Linked DNA regions of Rattus norvegicus: region 2 is linked to region 1. Evidence: chromatin contacts called from public Hi-C data. All regions are on one chromosome and are shown on one strand. Each heading gives the region's core, a stretch centred on a gene start, on an enhancer-like site or on the middle of the called end of the contact. The rest is flanking DNA. Distances are from core to core; before and after follow the strand shown. Region 1 has its middle 35 kb from the start of Trnap-agg90. Region 2 has its middle 70 kb from the start of Trnap-agg90.

Region 1 (4,843 bases), core at 1,436-3,935:
AGTGCTGGGAAGTGAACCAAACTCAGGTCCTCTTCTAGAACAACATGTACTCGCAACCACTGGTCTGCCTCTCCCGTCTAAATCTCCTTGTCTTAACCCACTAAGTGGTAACTTGTTATATCTGCCTTAAGAGATACTAATACATTGCTGAGGAAAATTGATGGACCAGCCTGACTCTATTTTAAGATTAAAAGCCATCTTGTTAGAAGGTCAGAACTATGTTCACTCCTGTTTTCTGTAAAACTTTCATTTAGCCAGGTCTCGACCCATTTTCTAGAATTTGACACATTCCAAACCCTATACACTGTAACCTCCACCCAGATAAGACATTCTGCCAAATAACTTGGAAATGTTCAGCCAAATTCCTACATAACCAAAAACCCTTGAAACCTCCTTGCCTTGCAAGTTGGGGGCTCACATAAACCTCCTCTTCTGCGTTTGATGCTATTTTCTCAAAACCTGCTTTTGGGAGGTAGACCTGACTGACAGAAAGTAAAGCTTGCTTAATTCAACCAAAAGAATTTAGATGATGGTTTTTACTCTGATGGCAATTAACAAGTGTGTTCAAAACTGAGTGTGCAAACTAAAGATTCTCTATCACACAGGACCTGGGGGAGGCTGAGGAAACTGCCATGCAGTTGTGGCGCTGTCTTTGCAAAGTCTGTAATAAAGGGACTGAAAAAAAACGAGGATGGGTTCCTCAGCAAATGTTCAGCCGACCGGGTCTGGGGAGGACTGTGACAACACCTAGAGTTGTCATGTTCAGTTTACAGCTAAAGAAATGGAAGAGATCTGTCCTCTGGCTTTCTTTCCCATTCACCTCAAGAGAGGTGCAAATGGTCTGTCCTGTCCGTCTCAGGCAGGAAATCTCCATCTGCCAGACATCTTGAATAATGCAGCTGGAGTCCTGGTGAGAGAAATATCTTACCAGCAGTGTGGTAAAAGGTTCATTCATTCCACAGCTACTCTAGAGTCCTGGTGTTGAACATCACAGCGGAGGAAGCAAGCAGAACGAGCTGTCTGTTAGAGTCACATGATTGATGGAGAAGAGTCCTACTTCATCAACTATAGGCAACGTTCTTAAGGTTAAAACTAAAGGTTCTAAACAGGGCAGAAGAGAAAGCAAACAAGGCGATCTTTTCTAGCCCTTGTAACAGAACACCTAAGACCAGATGACTTAAAAGACATTTTCAGGTTTTAAAGGCATAGTATAGATCAACATAGTGAGGGCCTACTTCCTGGTGCACAGATTCTCATCTTCTCTCTGTGCCCTCACGTGACAGGAAGGGCAAAGAATCTCCATGGGTCTCTCTTACATGGTCACTAATCCCACTAACGGGTTACGATATCGCATTAATTATGAGCACTATGCTTTCACGACCAACTCACCTTCCAGAGGCCTCCTCACCTCTCGATGCTATCACGTTGCCCGTTAAAATTCACCACACGAATTCAATGCGGTCAGCCCATTACCAAACTGTGGGACATTTCCGTGCGTGGTACTGAAAAGAGCAGGATTTCACTTTCATGCTTATAACACACCAATTCAGCTACTGGCTGTAAAACGTCTAGCTGGAGGGAATCAGAGCCAACAACACACAAGAACTACCAATGGCCCAAAAGAACCATAAAAGCCATCGCAAACTTAAGAGTCAAGATCTGAGAGAGAGAAATTAATCGAGCTGAGGTGCAGCAGAAAACGACGCAGAGAAGCCAAGCAGTGAACCCACCAATTCATCTTCCCGGGCCTTTCTGTGGAATTGGCCACAACTGTACTTCTTTTATTGGTTTGGCTTGGTTTGGTTTATTGAAACAGGGTCTTTATAGCCCAGGCTGGACTCAAACTCACTATGAAGCTGGATAGGTTCAAGCATGAACTCTCACTCCTGATCCTCTAGGCCCTGCCTCCCAGCCGCTGAGATTCCAGGCATAGAGCACCACAGCCGGCCCATAGGTGCACTTCTTACACTTTAATAACTCTTTCCACAAAGCCAGGCCTTCCTCACACATGTGAAGTCTTGAACTATGGCACAGTGCTTGAAGTTTTAGGTAACACTGGGTTACGGATACAAGCACGAAGTTTACAGAAGGACTTGGTAACAATAAAGGTGAAGAGAGGAGAATCAAGAGTCTGCAAGTCACAATGCCAACCAAACTGAAGAAGTCTGGTCACCACATCAATTCCACTAATACTCCCTTATTGGTTCTCATCAGAGACTAGGGGAGAACACAGGCAAAATTAAGACAACCCTTCCATAACCTAAATCAGTCCACTTAGGGGTTTTCTCCATTTCCTCTGTGGACATTGCATTTCATTCCCTACCCTTAAACTGCCCTGAGAGTTATGCACATTCCACTGCCTTACCCCTAGTCCCGGCCTGGTGGTTTCTCTGAGGTAATAGCATCTGGAGCCAAGGCCAACATAAGCGAGGCCAGAGAGGTCACAGAGGCCATCCCCCCGGCAGCATTAAAATGCCCAGAGTGGCAAGGCGGCTGGGATGGGGAGCGTTCATTCACCCCCTGTAAGTTACCCTGTGGTGGGCTTTGGGTACCAATTCTGTATGATGTCAAATGTGAAGATAAAAAAAATCAAGGAGCCAAGTTTTGTTCGGCCTCTCCTTTCCCATAATTCCTTTCAGCGATGAAGCAGTTAACACAGTGCTCCTCCTCTTGGCTGGAGCGTTCCGTTTCATTGGCACGATCTTATCCCCGGAGACAATGGCAGATTGTTTCTGGTGTACGCAGAAGAACCTTGTTCTGGCAGGCAAGTTTCCAGTCAACAAGCCCCACATCCTCTGCAAGAAGCATGCATGTGCTTTGTTCCAACCTGACTTTCAAGTACCTTTCACTGTCAGACTCTCAGCCCAGCCCGCCATGTCCGCAGCGCTCGAACAAAACTAAAACCAAAAACACTCAACAGAGTTTGCCACAGATGCAAACCCAAGACCCGTCAGGGAAGGAGGTGGCTACGGACATCCTTTCTAGGGAGCTCTTAGACAGCACACTCTGTTCACGTTACCTGATTAGAAAAAGCCCTCTTTTCCTCAGACCTTTACCCTGCTTAGTTAGCAGGCTTCAAACACCGTGTGTTGGGTAATCCTAACTGCAGCACTCTGACTGGAGGAGCTGCTCTGCCAGCAAGTAGGGAAGAAATTTAAAACAATACAGAACTTCCTACTTTACGTGGAAGGTCCATTCCCACAGCCAAAACCACCCAACCGGTCCACTCACCCGCCCAGGCATTATTTCCCCCTGAGTATCGGCTGCACCATACCAAGGAAGGAAAGAGACACCCGAGGTAGCCTCTATGAGATGCTCTGTAGCGATCAAGAAATTAGAATGAAGAAGAACTAATTACCAAGACTTCCATTCAACGATAGCTCAGAAAGCACAAAGTATTTGAGTTTATTAGATCTTAATTTTTTTTTAACCTGTGCATGGCATGCATACAAATCCCAGCACAAGGGAGTCAGAGGCAGGGAGCCTGCAAATTTCAAACCATGCTAGGCTACAAACCAAGACCTTGTCCGAGAAGAAGGAAAAGATGTTATATGGAGACAGAATTTGAAGATAAGGAAACAAACCAATCCGTGTTACGGGTTTATCGATGGTCACATGGTAGGGAAATGGTAAAACTGGTTACTAAGTCCCATTTTCCAATGTAGAAAAAGACAAGTCTTCCTGTAGCAAAAGGCTCCTGTGCCTTCAGAAGGCTGCGTGGAGTTTCCTAATGGTGGCTGTGCATCTCTCTTCTTTCTCATTCTCCAGGAAGGGAGCTTTATGGCCCTAATCACCTTCTCAAGGTCCCAACTTTTACTGTTGTCGCATGGACAGCATTAGAGGCTGAAATGACACACACAAATCTTAGTATTCTATCTGTGCTCCCCCAAGTTAATCTCTCACATCTTAACAACACCCACGGTCTTAATCCAACAGATGTATATATTTATGTGTACCCATTGATGGGTGCATGTGCACATGTGTGTGGGAGTCAGAGGTCAACAGGTATCTCCCAAATGGCTCTCTACCTTCTGTTAAAGATGGAGTCTTTCACTGGACCTGGAATTTACCTGTTGGCTGTCCTGATTGGCTAGCAAGCTTGGAAGCCTATCTTTCCCATATCTGTCCCAACTTGTTTGATGTCCCAGGTACCTGCTGGAGAGAAACTCACTGCAGGATGGATGGTGCCTCTCCTCCTTTCCTGAGCCAGATGATACCCCAATGTGGGGGAGTTGGAGTAGCTGCTACAATGAGTTGGGTTAAGACCATGGGTGCTGTTAAAATGTGAGAGATTAACTTGGGGGAACACAGATGGAATGCTAAGGTTTGTGTGTGTCATTCCAGCCTCTAATGCTGTCCGTGTGACAACAGTAAAAGGTGGGACCTTAGAAGGTGATTAGGCCATGAAGCTCCCTTCCTGGAGAATGAGATCACGTGTCCTCATGAAGGGCAAAGACAGTTGTCCCTTGTCCTTCTGCCTACCTGAGGACACGGTAGGAAAGGAGGTCACCAAGCAGGTCAAATGCTAAGACCCTGATCTTGAACTTCCTGATCAGTGGTAGGCTGTCCTAGCAGCATCCATGCAAACACACACTAAAATGTACCGTTTACAATAAAACCAACAATGGGACAAAGTTGGAATCCACTGGACCTTCAGCTGTCCATGTGCTGAGTGATGGAAACAGCCACACGTCTGCCCGAGGTGGCGCCCCTTTCACATACTGAAGTCAGAACATTTAAACCAAGTACTTGGTGCTTGAGGGGAAAAAAGATGACAAAGAAAACAGTATGAGGTGATTAATTGGGCCTGTTGATGATGCTGGGGTGCTGGGGTGCTGGGATG
Region 2 (4,843 bases), core at 779-3,278, 35 kb before region 1:
AAATAAATGACCACTTGTTATTGGCATGGTAATATTAAAGGCAGGACAAGTATATCACCACTGAATGGCTCACCAAAGAATCCACCACAGAAAAGCTTAGCTTGATCCATTTGTCTGCTAAACACCTACCTGCCTTCTAGCATTCAGGCAACCTTCAAATAACTATCTGGGTTGTAATGAGAGGATATTTGATTAATTGAGTCAAACACTTCACTTATACCTAGTTTCTGTTTTACCAAGGAAGAGAAAAGAACATTGACTCCCTTGTAGGAAGGCACTGGGGTGTGTTTCTAGCTCTGAGAAAGGACATGTGTGTCTGACATCTAGGAAGGGAATAAACAATGCCACAAGGCAGTGAGAACCAGTGCCCACCCTGTGGCCAGAGACTTGAGTGCAGACTCGTCCTGAGCTGAATGACCAGAGTTGTTATGAAGTAGCCATGCTGGGCTAAAAGGGCAACAGGTGGAACTGAGACGCGGCGTGTTTTGTCAGGCATGGAACTTGAATTCAAACCAACCTGACAAGTCATGCTAACCCATACCGGGACCCGGCATAGAAACACATGAAGACCAACTACAAGAAAACAAAAGGAAGGCTCCGTCTTCCGAGCTTGCTCTAGCAAGCCACCATCGAGTGGATTTCTCAATTCTAAGTTGCCTTTTATCCCTTAATTTAATGTTTCAGAAATCAATATAATCTCAATAAATAGACACCTTTGCCTACATTTGCACAGACTCAAAGGCATCAGAAAATCGGGAGAGGATGGCCTTAGGGTAAGAGCTTATTGAAGTGTGTGAGAAGTGGGGAAACTGCTCGTTACGGTATAACTATTTGGGTTTCTAGCTTGTTTTTAGACATAGTAGTCTAGCTTTCACAGGCATGACTTGCAGAGAATAGACTGCTTTCCCCAGACAGGTTATTTAAATAATTGGTTGATTTCTGGGGCACTGGATACCAAAACAGGTCAGAGATCTACCTTACATGTGCCTTGGTCCCTCTCCACTTGTATATTTCAGTCGGTTGTTAGCTTCCAGAGATTTTTTCCATATGGGCAGGCAGAGGAAGGTGGGACCTTGGACCAGCAGTAACACCCGACATGAAATGGGTTTTAGCAATACAGGGCAGACAACATACAGTACAATTGTCACCCTAGTTGAAGATCCTTGCTGTGGAACCTCTTTTGGTAAGTATCCAGAATGACTGAGGAAACCTAAGAAAGGAATTCAGTTACTCATGGGCCTGACCTGGATTAAGCGCAAATAGAGAGATTTATGTAAGTCAGCAAAGCAACCAAAAATTATAACAGAATGTGGGGCCTATCAAATGCAGTTATGTGCCATGTATTGATGCCCTAATTCATGATGTGTGCCTATATGGCAGTACACGCCACAGAGCAGGGTGACTACCTGGGGCGTGTAGACTTATACTCTGGTAATCATGAAACAATAAGACCCCGTAATGAATCATTCCTCAGAATATATCATCAGAGCGACCTATGAATACACCATCTTTTCGATGTACCACCTGTAATGTATGTAGTAGTTAATGCTGCATGAACTCTTCCTGGGGAGACATGACCAAATGTCTATTCACTCCACACAGGGTAACAACAACAGACCAAAGTAATCATGCCACTCAAATCTAGGTTAGTGACTCAACAATTTTACTGAACTTACTCCTACACATGGGTGAGGGGTTATTTACAGAGTATGGGTAACCCCAAAACAGTTACCTAAGCATGGACAACAATTTCTCCATAGATTCAGGGTACTGTCACCTCTTCAGCTCTTTAATTAGCTTTGTGCCTCCTATAAACACAAGTACTCTGACACTATGGGTAGGGGCAGATTGTCATTCTGCATGGGGAGAGGTGCAGGGGGGAAAGGCTGCTGTCTCAGGTGTGGATCCAATGGCCAGAAACCTCTTTCAGGGAGGGAAAACAACAGAGCTGCCTTTGTTGAGGGGATCCACTGACTAAAGTGGCAATGGCTTTTGTCCCTACAGGACAGTGTTTCACAAGAGTTCCTCGTTTCAGTACTGTGACAAAATATTGACAGAAGCAAATTCAGAGAGGGAGAAACTCTTCTTGAACCACTGTTTCCAGCCAACATGGCAGAGAGTATGACGTAGGTTTCCTCATGTGCTGGTGGATTGAAGGGCAACATAACCTGCAAAGGTCCAATCATGGAAGCTGGGTTCAGATGGCTGGGTTTCGTATCTTCAAGGCTCCACAGCTTCCAAAGAAAACATGGTCAGCCACCGGAGACAAAGTCTTCACATGAGTTTATGGGACGCATTTCACAACCACATACCACTATACCCGTGAGGGTCTTTAAGCAAAAGCCTTTTGTCATTAAAAGCAGCTAATAAGACAAAGTCTGGAGAGAGAAATTCAAAGATGGCCAGCTCTGCTGTATTCTAAGACCTGCTGTGTAGCTCTTAATTAAAGCATTGTGAGAATATGTAACTGGTTCAGTTTGAGGAACCTAATTCCAAAATCTGCCATTCAGATACTCCTGGTCATCTAGAGGTTAGCTCTCCCCTCCCTCCATGGCCTTTCCTCTTTCTTTTCACCTCTTCCCTCTTGCCTTTCTACCTATCAGGCCCCTTTCCACAGAAATCCCCCACTTTGGAAAACAAGAGTTACCTCAGTGACTGTCTTAGTTAGGGTTTTACTGCTGTGAACAGACACCATGACCAAGGCAAGTCTTATAAAGACAAAATGTTTAGTCGAAGCTGGCTTATAGGTTCAGAGGTTCAGCCCATTATCATCAAGGTGGGAACATGGCAGCATCCAGGCAGACATGGTGCAGGAGGAGCTAAGAGTTCTACATCTTCATCTGAAGGCTGCTAGCAGAATTCTGACTCCCAGGCAGCCAGGATGAGGGTCTTAAAGACCACACTCACAGTGGCATGCCTACTGCAACAAAGCCATACCTCCAAATGGTGACACTCCCCGGGCCAAGCAGACATAAACCGTCACAGTGACACAGTATTAATGAAAAATATCAAGGACAGTCAGGGATATGGATAAAGTCAACAGGATCAAGTTCTGTCTAAAAGACAACTGTCTTCCTTTACCGTTTGTTCAAAGTGAAAGCAGCTTCAAGGAAAAGCAATTTCCTCCCCATCGCTTCCTGGGAAGTGATGGTCAGGTCCCTGTATGGCCCTGGTTACTTGGTACCTGAAGCAAGTACTCCCTCTGTCACCGGGCCTTAGCCAACAGAGGTCCGACTGTTCAATCACTACAGTATCTCAGGAAGTCATTGAAAATCAATTTTAGGGCAACCTCACACAACAGCCAGGTTTTCTGGGGGTGGAAGGAGAGACTTGTGTGAGCTCTGTGGCTAAATCAATGTCCACCAGCTGGTTAGGGGAGGCCAGTTTCCTAGAGCTTTGCCTTCTTCCCCTCCAAAGCTGCGCTCTCCTTAGTTACCCCTTCCTGTGGCAAACTTCTTAAAGGCAGAAAAACACTTAAATGGAACTCTTTTATCATGTATACCAGAGGCTATACAAAAATAGGTGTTATACTTCAAAGTGTCACGGGAGGCAAGCTACCTATTTGAACTTTGAATGTTTTTCTTTTCTCTTTCTTTCTCTCTTTCTTTCTTTCTTTCTTTCTTTCTTTCTTTTGTTCTTCCTTCCTTCCTTCCTTTCTTTCTTTCTTTCTCTTTCTTTCTCTTTCTCTCCTTTCTGAAGCACAAATTTAAAGACCCCCCCCTCTCACAAATGTTAACCACCCATCAGAGTAAACAGCTGCGTTCCCCCCCACCCCCACCCCCCACCTCATGGGTTTAAGAAGATTTAAAAAAAAGTCTCACCGTCCCCCTAGACAACACCCTCACATGCTGGGCGAAGCCTGAAATCCCCTCAGTAAAAGCCTAATCCCTTTAATTTCAAGTTTGGATCCTCTGTTAAAATGAAAAAACCCTGCAGGAAGCGGACCCAAAGATCTGAAAGCGGGCGCAGCAGCATCGCTGCAATTTAGACTAATTCTCTCTTATCCTGTTTGTAAAACGCTCTTGTTCACGTTTTTCCGATCTTGGCTTCTTACCTTGAAAAAGAAACGCACAGGGCAGTGATGATATATACATCGGCACGTAATATCGTATGGGCCCGAGTCAGTTTTACCCGTCGTTTTTATTTGCAAAATGCTCAAGCCAATGGTAGAAAATGTTTTTTTTTTCGGACCCCTTCATCTCCTGATTATTCCCTCTTCATCTCTTCAGATTAGCCTGTGTTTTTTCTGTTATTCCGTTTTGCACGGCCGTCACAAACTAACGGAGACAGGCCAGTCTTAAAAAAGGAGTGGCGTGTTAAGGACACCTTTGGAAGTCTAAGGGCGCGACACACCCAGTTGGACTCAGTTCTGACCTCAGGCAGCATTGGGAATGCGCTCCAGAGGAGGCCGCCACAGAGCAGACAGGAGGGCTCTGCCTTGATGCTCTTGACCAACACTCTCTTGAGAACTCAGGGGACTCAGAATGACTTACTTTCATCATCAGTGACATAGAGACTGGTCCCCACTTCTCAGGTGCAAAGGAAACTCCAGCTTCTCACACTCCAAATGTCCACAGGTGCTTTAAGCTGTATTCTAGGAGGATGTCTTGTGGTAAAAGCCAGCAAGTAAAAGTTCTCCGAGAACTTGGGAAGCCAAAAGGAGTCATCTTCCTTACCTCTCCAATAAACATACACCTGTGGTGCCTAATGTTTTAGCAAGGTGCATGCTACCCCAGGCCCCCTCAGTCTCTCCTCACAAGCACTTGTTATGCAAATCCAAGCCACCACACTAGTCTCCTGGCCCTCCAAGCTCAGCCAGCTACTCATCCTCCTTATGACCCAG

What was found. A called contact is a pair of places that touch in the nucleus more often than the background predicts.
Region 2: a Hi-C map of liver shows a contact between it and region 1, with 4 times the contacts expected there. The contact joins two enhancer-like sites. A contact is called at or near these places in 3 of 12 Hi-C or Micro-C datasets (kidney, liver and mammary epithelial cells).

What each region holds. Positions count from the first base shown.
Region 1 is chr15:88,524,328-88,529,170 of GRCr8, reverse strand. No RefSeq gene overlaps it. Among named protein-coding and RNA genes, the nearest start is that of Trnap-agg90, 35 kb to the right of the region's middle. Within about 2 kb of position 2,685, at least 52 of the 93 cell types and tissues checked have an H3K27ac peak or open chromatin away from gene starts, as enhancers often do. A contact at or near this core is called in liver, where this site is marked.
Region 2 is chr15:88,558,901-88,563,743 of GRCr8, reverse strand. No RefSeq gene overlaps it. Among named protein-coding and RNA genes, the nearest start is that of Trnap-agg90, 70 kb to the right of the region's middle. Within about 2 kb of position 2,028, at least 1 of the 93 cell types and tissues checked has an H3K27ac peak or open chromatin away from gene starts, as enhancers often do. A contact at or near this core is called in liver, where this site is marked.